2 separate regions of the Mus musculus genome follow, and region 2 is linked to region 1. A link is a contact called in public Hi-C data. All regions are on one chromosome and are shown on one strand. The core of a region is the stretch at or near the end of the contact, and the rest is flanking DNA. Distances in the headings are between cores, read along the strand shown.

Region 1 (4,853 bases), core at 2,164-4,663:
CCCTCTCTGACTCTTTTGCAGGTGTGTTTCAGGGAGGTCTGAAATCAGAACAGGGAGACTATGATATGTAGGATCCTGTACTGGCACAACATCTATAAGATGCTGTCCTGCTGTGCTGTGCTTACCACTCCCTACCAAGCTCACTCTGCCTCTCCTATTCCACTTTCCTTTGGCTAGAAGAGCATCTCCCAGAAGGCAGCCTGTCTCAGCGCAGCTAGCCTCCTGACATGTATCCCACACAAGGAAAAACTGTTGGAGTCTCTGAGAACCACTGCCTAGGACTGCAGGAGTCTCCAGAGGCTTCTTTCAGGAACCTTACACAGAGAAGGCTTTCTCCAAATACAAGCCCACAGGGCTTTTAAAAGCACTTCTAAAACGGTGTGTTCCTAGCAGCCATTTTTGATGGGCCTAAGGGATTGTAAGAGCTTCAAAAACTACTACTCAGCCTGTTCCCCCATATGGAGCAAGTTCCATACACGGCAACTTTAAAGACAGAGCCACTTTGGATTTTGCTGTACTCTGTAAATGAAAGCCTCTGCAGGTCCTATCCAAGAGGTTCCAAATGGAGAGTACAGTGTGATACATAGTGCTCATCACCCTAGAGGCCATGTGCTTCTCACAGTGAGCAACTGTCCCAAATTATCACAGAACTGTAAGTAGTCTCCTATAGGAAGCTTGGTGTAAGTCTATCTTCCTTGTTGCCGTCTTTCTTCACATTATAGCATGCTGTGGATTACTACACATTCTTACGCACACAAGCCCTCAAGTATACAATCATCTGCCTGCACACACATGGCCCATGGTGCACCTGGGAAACTGCCCAGGTGTACTGCTTAGCATATGGCCAGCAATGAGTGAGACGAGCATTCGTCTATTGAAGAGTTCTTCCTGCTGCTTTTCTTTGTTTTTACTTCCTCATTTTTTCCTTTCTTCTCTTCTCTTCTCTTCTCTTCTCTTCTCTTCTCTTCTCTTCTCTTCTCTTCTCTTCTCTTCTCTTCTCTTCTCTTCTCTTCTCTTCTCTTCTCTTCTCTTCTCTTCTCTTCTCTCCTCTCCTCTCCTCTCCTCTCCTCTCCTCTCCTCTCCTCTCCTCCCCTCCCCTCCCCTCCCCTCCCCTCCCCTCCCCTCCCCTCCCCTCCCCTCCCCTCTCCTCTCCTCTCCTCTCCTCTCCTCTCCTCTCCTCTCCTCTCCTCTCCTCTTTCCTCCCCTCTCCTACCCTCCTTTCTTTCTTACTTATACATTTCCCTTTCAGTTTTTAACTAAATGAAAATCACATGCCACATATAGAGTGTCTGTTTCAGTGGGAAGAACAGGTTTAGAGGTAGATGGAGCAGGAGGATTTCTCAAGAAGTCTGAAATAAGCCCTCTGAAGACCTTCTATGGTTTGCACAGGAGCCTGAGGTGCAGTATCCTACAATTCATTCTCTTCAAGCCCAATAAAGAATCCCGTTTTACATAAACAGGAGAACTGGGGTCCAAAGAGATTCTATCAGCCTCTATGCACACATAGTTCACTGCTTCCTAGCCATGCCTAACTGCTTAATGCTATAAAACAGATACCAGTGAAGGACACTATGGGAGTGCAGAGGAGGAGAGATTCGCTTTCAGCTAGGTAGATCAGGCAAGATCCTAGGGCTATGGTAAGATAGACACTTTCTTCTTAAACCAGTCTGCTTTGTGCACAAATGACATATCTCCAGTTTATGCTTAAATATCAAAGTTTGCCCAGGGTTGGCGGGGCTTGCTTACTAAATTTCACTCTGATTCAAAACACTGCCCCGAGAGAATGTCCTGTCAATCTTCTTCCTATGACATCTGTTCCACTGCTCAACCCCGACTGCCCACAGGGCAGGAAGTTCTGAACAATTGACACAGTCACTAAGAGAGATTGTTTTTGTTGAGCCACAGGCTGTGTCTCTGTGGTTTCCACCTCCTGATTCTGTGTTCTTGGAGCATCATCAGACTGATGGGTTCCATGATCATGAGAGCATCACGATGTGCAAAGACACCCTGTACATGGTCCCTGAGTGCTTGTCTTCAACTAGACACTCCCATTCCTCCTCCTGGCATGGAGACACAGTAGGACAAGGCAGAAAGTGTGCTGATTCTAGAAACAGACTAATGAATCCTGCTTATCAAACAGCTTAATGACTCAGAGCTTGCAAATATTTGGATAACATAACTCACCTCATAGAGTGTTGCTTTCCTTATTTGCCTAATAAAGATAACTGCAGAGGTGAGTGATCGTCATCCATGTAGATGTATGATCAGCATGCCTGAAAGACTGTAAACTATAGAAGATGTTGTTAATCTGATATGGAAGTCCTGAGCAACAAATTGCTTTCTTCTCCAGGAACAAGCAGGGGAGCTCATTGGAAAGATCACAGGTTGGGATAAACAAGTGTTTAGGGGCCCAAGACATTTACAGTTGACTGAAATCTCTCAAAGGCATTCAAAATGCCTACCTAGAGCAGAAATGCCTAACTTTAGTTTTGCACCCAAATCACCTGGAGATCCTTCCAGAGCAGAATGCTTGGCCTGAAGTTCAGGAAGTTGGGATGGTTCTGGGAGTGTGTCCACCATGTCCCAGGAGGGAAATGATACCTTTGGATCACATTTCGAGAAACCTGATTCTGAAACTAAAGCAGTACTTATGTAATAACAACTTTCACAGGTACTGCGCAGCTGCTTTGTGTATGTCATCATACATAAAGTACACACAATTCTTACATTTCTTCAAAGTAGCCATGTAATTGGGTCTTATTTGTTTATTTCAGGAAGCCTTACTATGTAGTCTAGGCTAGACATGAACTCATAATCCCTCTGACTCTGCTTCCCAAGTGCTGGGGTAACAGGCTCAGGATGACTTTGGAGACAGACACCAATGCTAGAAGTTCATTAACTTTACTTTTGATGGTACCAGAACTAGAGAGAGCATCATCCAGCTCTGATGGCAGGAGGTCTATACCCTCTGTTGCAAAGTTCTTGTAAACCAAGGCACAGAGTGGACCATATTAAAGAGAGCACATCTATAATGGGTAGTTGGATTTGTTTTCAAATGCAGATCCACCTGACCCCAAAGTCTAAGCCCTTTACTCCATCCAGTATGAAAAACATTCCAGCTATGTGCATTCTAGCTAGAAGCCAGGGACCTGCCGGATTTCATTCTGTCCTGTCCTTATTGCTTGACTTCTCCAGGTAATTGTTTCCTTTGTACACTCAATTGGTGGAGTAGAGCTGGCTTTTGTGGGGAATCAAATGAGAGCAGCCGGAGACGAAGTTAGAGCAGCCATTTCTTCATTCTGCCTTAGCTAGTGCTTTTCTTTCAGAGGTTGGAAAGAAACCGGGACTCTGCAAGTGGGGAACCGGCCTGTCAGCTGCACGGGCCTTGGCTTGCAGTGTTCATTAGGGCTGGGCGGGCCTCAGGAGAGCACCTGGGCTGAGAAAAGTAAACTTGTCTCAGTTCTTTAGTCCCTGACTCCCTTCTAGAGTGGAGCCCCAGCGCAGCTGCCAGGCACTAATGCGACCAATTATTTCTGTCCTCAGTTACTAGGTAATAAATCCAGCCCTGGCACCAAGTCGATGGTTTGGCGTGGGAGAAAGCTTGGTTTTAGGATCAACTGCAGCTCCTCGCTGTGGGATTGTGGCTAGGAATCTCAGACTTGAAAAAAGAGTATTGCTGTAGGAGTGCATCACCAACTGCCACCTGGGTATGACAGCCATGTCCTTGCTGTACTCTTCAGCACAAGACAGATGTGGAGTCCACTACCAAGGCTAAGAGACACTACATTTGAGAAGAGCTTAGGTTTCTGAGAGGCCACTGAGGACATCTGTGTTTGTGCACCTACATGGACAGCACACAGTCAAGCCTGGCCTTTTCCTGGTCTCAGTCTTTGCAAATGCCATCCCATCTCCCTGTACAGGATGCTCTGCCTTGGTTCTTTGCACATCTGGAGCATCTGCATTCTTCAGTTATATCCCAAAGATCACCTCTTTCCCTACATCCCATCTAAAATTCCTCCTTTGTTTTTTCAGACATCTTCCTATCATCTATCTTCTTTAGCCCCACGTGAAATATGTCATTTATCTTAGTATTTTGGAAGCAATGTGTGTGTATGTATAAAACTGCCACGTGTTGTAACATCTGAGCAGCCTTCTGAGCAGGCACCTGGCAGCCTGCTCTGCAAACTGCTCTGCCCTGAGACTGGGGGGCTTGACATCACAATTCACATCTTCAGCTGGTTATGGGACCATTCAGGTTTTAAAACTCAAGAAAACTAAAGCAAAGTGCAGGCGTCAATTGTGTGTTTTGCAGAGCTGAAATGCTTCTTATTCATTCGTCTCCCTTTCTTATCCTCAGCAATGATTATTGTATGCTAAATTTGCTTTAAAAAAAAAAGGACAAACAAAATGGAAAAGAAGAGTCCTTGTTTTGAATTCAGTAGGAAGTGCAAGGAGGCCAAAATGAACAGTTAGATGCTAAGGTAGTAAGTTTACTGATAAAGGAACGAAAACAGCTACATCATGACGTACATGACAACATAGAACCTAGACATAGGCAGGGCTGAGAGAAATGGAGGTGAGCCAGCAGCTTACAGACAGGTGTTGGCTGACATGGTGGAAAGGAACATGAACCTGCATGTCTCCACAGAGTATCAAAATTCAATTCCCATTCCCATACACCACGCCCACACACTGACTACCAGTTTTGTCCTAACAGGGGGATGACTGGCTCCTTCCTGGCCTAATCCATATGTCTCTCTGTCATCTGGATTCTAATTTCTGACTTCTCCGTACCAAGTACTGTGCTGCTTAAAGTCTGTATTAAGTTACTGTTTAATGATCGAGTTCTCAGG
Region 2 (4,853 bases), core at 1,067-3,566, 310 kb after region 1:
TAAAGGCAGGGGGAGGAGGGATGGGATAGGGCATTTCTGAAGGGGAGTCCTGGAAAGTGTCTATGGATTTCTCAGCAAGAGGAGAGAGGACACACAGTGCCACACTGTGCAGCTGCTCAGAAGCTGCAGCTGGCCAAGAAGGAGCTCTGTAAGCTGCACTTACATAGCCCGTGACCTCCCAAACTGTCAGGCAGCAGAGCCAATGGACATGCCATCAACAGACTCAGATGAACCATCAGCTCCAATCCTGTAGACAACTGGCTATAAAGTAGCCAAAATGAGAATAGTGATTATTTCTCCATTCAATCAATCAATAAAACTCACACTCGTTCAGTACTATTCCAGAGCCTTCAGATCCTTCCCTCTGCCTGCCTATTCCTTTGTTCTTAGGAATGACATGATTTTACACATCTTCTGCTTCATTGATGATGACCCAGACACTGAGAGTCTGGTGACTCCATAGTGAGTTTTCTTATATTTTGCTTGTATTGCAGCCAGAACATGGTGTCTTATGCAGCTTTGTCCTAAGAACTTAGACCTCTGCTGAGGTTCTCACGACAATGTATTGCCATTTTGGGATTGACTATCAGACATCACAACTCCTGAGAAGTTAGCCAAAGCCAGGATGGTTTTCACCTCTCTCCCCCAAGTCTAAAAGGTACTCAGGTACTCAGTGGAATACTTACAGAGGGCCCCTGTTCTAGATAGAATTGATTTTCAACCTCTCTGAGTAGTTCTTTTGGTACTTCCCTGCCTCTTATCAGGCAACTGTTCTGATCTTTCAGAAACCAAGACAGTTGCTTTGCATCTAAGATCTCAGTTAATGGCCCTGAAACCCTAGGAGGCAGCTGTTATGTAAAGTCTCCTGGGGTGAGGAGGGAGCATCAATTAATACAAATGCCTTGAGTGTAAACATCAGTTATCTTCTTACATCAACCCATTAGAGACACAAATTGAAAACTGAGCAGTCTTCGTGGTTCAGCATAAGAAATGAGACTCAGGTTTTTTTCCACCCAAGCCTACTTCCATTTTCAGCTGCTCCCTCCCTCATGGAGACATCTTTGCATCTTACAAGGATTAACGAGACTTGTCTGTACTTTGAACTCAGACAGAAATGTGGATTAAATATTCCCTAGTAACATAATAAAGAGTACAGGGAGTCATAGACTCAGCACATGGCAAGGCAAGACTGTCTTGAAGCCTGAAGAGATGAAAAAGGACAGCCCAGAGTTGCTTTCTATTCTAACCTGCCTATAGATTTTTTTCAACATCCTGGCAGGAAAATTTTCCTGTCTGTCTTTTCAAGAGGGGAGCCAGACAGGGACCAGGCTAATCACTTGCTACACAGACCTGTTATTCATAGGTGAACAAGACGGTCCTCTTCTGTACTATGGCTAAGGGTATAGCCTCAGTGTCCAGCTTCCCATCCCGAGTTCTGCACACGGAAGGCCGTTCTGTCCTGCCAGGACTCAATACTTTGCTACTTTACCATCCTATGAGTCAAGTAAGAAAGAAGAAAATAGCTCCTACTCAAGAGCTATTTGTCTGTCCCTAAAGTGAGAGCCAGGTTCTCAGTTTGCCAGACCAGTGGCAAGCCAGACTATATCACATGCAGAGATCATGGGTTCTCTGGAATTGACAAGTCTGAAAGCCAGGCCAGTTCCTTATCTTACCACCTAGTGAGTGTAGAGAGAGGGAAAATCTAGGGACTCCTGAAGTGAACTTAACTCAGTCATAGAGTTTTTCTGACAGAGCCTTACCCATGCAGTCCATAGCCCTTCCCTAGAAACCTACTTCCCTGGAAATGGTAAAAATCTAGGAGGTGAATGGCTGCTTCCCTGGAGCCCCCAGATGTGCTTTGACTCCATAGTTGCTGAATTGCTCAGAGGTGACCCCTTACAACAGAAAGACGTGAAGGTCCAGATCAGATCTGCATCCTGCCACATAACATCCATGCAGCCATGGAAAGGCATTGACCTCCAAGAGACATGGTTTCTTGTCAGTAAACTAGGAAATTCCAAGACCACAGAGATTACCAGTACAAACGCATTCAACTGTAGTAACTTCTTGGCAAATAGTCACCCCCCTCCACGCCCACTGTGTGCCTTTGTTCGCCTTTTTTTTTTATTTAAAAAATAAGGGCAATTATCATTCTCTTTGGTTTGCAAACTGAATACAAATTAATAGCGTGCAGTTTCCATTTAAGCCACCCTCAGAGAGCTGTGCTGTATCATGCCATATATTTTACTGACAGTTGTTTTCGTCCCTTCTCTTTTCTCCTAAGGAAGTCCAGATGGGCCCAAGTACTTTCTCATACCCCAAAAGATCTACTCCAAGGGCTGGAATCAGGCCTGCTTCCCATCCAGATGATCTATTCATAACAAAAGCTGCCTCCTGGCCATTGCCCACAGCTGAATCCTGTTACTCTGAAGCCAGCATTTCATTTGTTTCTGATTGTCCTACAGTGTTTGCATACCTTATATATTAGTAGAGATTTTTTTTTTTGCACACAGACAGGGGTTAAGCACCCCCAAATTAACTTTTCCTCAATATCCTTTCTCCTTTGAGTCTCTGTATTACTGCTTCGGTGTTACAAACCACCTCTCTTTCCTATGATCTTATTTAAATGTAAAACAGTTTTTCTTTCAACTTAACCTCACAGCACTGCTGTTGCCTGTAGAAAAGAGGGAGGGTGTAACAGGAATTGTTTGATTATGCCCCTGCCCCACATTTCCTTACATAGGATAGTCCACAACTTTATTAAATGGACAGGCTGCATATCTATTCATGGCCCACAAGAGCTGAGCTGAAAGAGTCTCTGACTCTATTTTTTGCAACTTTTTTTTTTAAATCAAGTTGTTTCGAAAGAGAATGTCGTAGAGTCAGATTTGGTTAAATCCTGGTTTGGTCTTAGTTGTAACACACATTAAGTTAGAACTTAAGAGTTAATGCTCTGAACCTATTCTTTTTTTTTTTTTTTTCCTTTTTCATCAAAACTGAGTATAATGGACTCAGGCTTACCCGGATCTTAAGGCTAGGGGCAAAAAATGTGAAACTGGGCACCTGGAGATGGAGACTTGTTCCTTCTAGCAATTTCAGGTCTCCCAGGACTGATGCATGGTAGACTCAGGGGCCTACGGTACTGCTGACAGGAAGGAGGGCTGGGATCACTTCTGTACATCTGTCACATTTGTGATGTCCCTGGGTACGCAAGGAATAGGGCATTTCATCCTGTCTTCTCTATACCTGCCATTTCCTCTTGACTTCATGCTGTCTCGCCATTCATCAGTCTCCTTTTAAAGATGTATACGGTGAGCCTTGCCCTGGCATCTCAGCTGGGCTTGACAAACACTTTTGTTTATTTATAAACAAACGTTTATAAAGTCACAAAGGGAGGTACCACATCTAGATAGCTTTTAGTGCTCTTTGCCTAGCCATTTTAAACTTACCTTTTTATGTTAAGCCAAAACTGGAAGAAGAGTTCTACAGAGCAGATTTCTTCTTGTCTAGATTTGCATGAATGTCCTCTTAGCCATACCTGGAACACAGTGACTTGTTTGAGAGGATATGTCCAAAAGACAATAGCTAGTGCCCGTGCACAGAGATGGTGACTTTTTAAGATTTTCATGTATTTGGGAGAGCACTATAATAAAATTATGTTACTCTCCTCTTTCTCCCTCCAAAAGCTCCTATATAGCTTTCATTGTTCTTTTTCAAGCTCATGGCCTCTTTTTCATTAATTGTTGTTTATCTATTTATTTATTTTTTAACTATTTTTCTATTGCTCTATCTATCTATCCATCTGTCTGTGTAGGTCTGTCTGCCTGTCTATCATCTCTCATCTATCTATTGGCTGGTACTGGAAACCTATCCAACTGCCCAGTGCTAGTGAAGTCATGGATCTTGGATGAGAACCTACAGCCACCACCTTACCAAACCAACAAACTTCTAACTGCATTCTAATTGTTTGTCTTTATACCCACAGACGTAAGTATAGCCCTCACCCCTCATCAAGAAAATTGCTCTTTGTAAGTGTAGGAGGCTCTTACTAAATTTGCTTAAAATATTTAAGGAATTTAATCTCATAATTTGGAAGGCAGAGGCAGGTTGATTTTCATGAGTTCAAGACTGGTCTGATCTACAGAGTAAGTTCTAGGCCAGCCAAGGCTACAGTGTGAGACCCTGTCTTATATATATATAATGCCTTGTTACAAATCAACCAAGGGTTTCTTTGTCTCTACACAATATGCTATTAATGGAGTGAAGCCTCCCTATACTTACTCGTGTAAGGAATATACAGGTAATGTCTAAGCCACCCATGTGGTCTTGCTTTCTCTCCTCTTTCAAACCAGTGCGGCCACTGTACTTCACTTGAGATTTTTTTCTCTATGTAATGCCAGGCCTTAGTTTTTAAAATTAAACTCTCACGTTAATTCCAGGTAGTAAATAGAAAGTACACCTTATATGCATATAAGTGATGCAATACAGTCTGCAGTTCCATGGTCACCAAATGAACCAGGCGCCCTACACCAAAGGATGCTACTCTTCATCCTTGCATGTTTGTAATAGCAGTCCTGTATCTGAGATGAAGATCCTAGGAACACATATCACACAGAAAGTTAAAACAGAACATTGAATTTTAGAACAAAGTAAGTGAATGGTTACACCCAGGAGATGGTGTCTAAAGTCAGAGACTGGAATCAGAAAAATGTACGTACAAGGGAAACCCGGAAACACAATTTGAAAGGATCCACAGTTTGCCAGTCACAAGTAAGTAGATGTATGTCAGAAACATGCTGTAATAACTGACTATGTATGTGGCTAGGAAATAGGCATGTAATCTCCCTCTGTTG

Evidence for each region. Hi-C and Micro-C count contacts between places; a contact is called where the count stands out from the background.
Region 2: a contact with region 1 is called in a Hi-C map of uterus, with 1.8 times the contacts expected there. The contact joins two enhancer-like sites. A contact is called at or near these places in 1 of 15 datasets of contacts at CTCF or cohesin (the NIH/3T3 cell line) and 3 of 484 Hi-C or Micro-C datasets (all in uterus).

What each region holds. Positions count from the first base shown.
Region 1 is chr4:95,473,053-95,477,905 of GRCm38.p6, forward strand. All of the region lies in intron 1 of Gm830 (a long non-coding RNA gene), which reads right to left. Among named protein-coding and RNA genes, the nearest start is that of Gm12707, 10 kb to the right of the region's middle. Within about 2 kb of position 3,414, at least 36 of the 459 cell types and tissues checked have an H3K27ac peak or open chromatin away from gene starts, as enhancers often do. A contact at or near this core is called in uterus, where this site is marked.
Region 2 is chr4:95,786,730-95,791,582 of GRCm38.p6, forward strand. The region is part of intron 8 of Fggy (FGGY carbohydrate kinase domain containing); the gene reads left to right. Among named protein-coding and RNA genes, the nearest start is that of Hook1, 180 kb to the right of the region's middle. Within about 2 kb of position 2,317, at least 10 of the 459 cell types and tissues checked have an H3K27ac peak or open chromatin away from gene starts, as enhancers often do. A contact at or near this core is called in uterus, where this site is marked.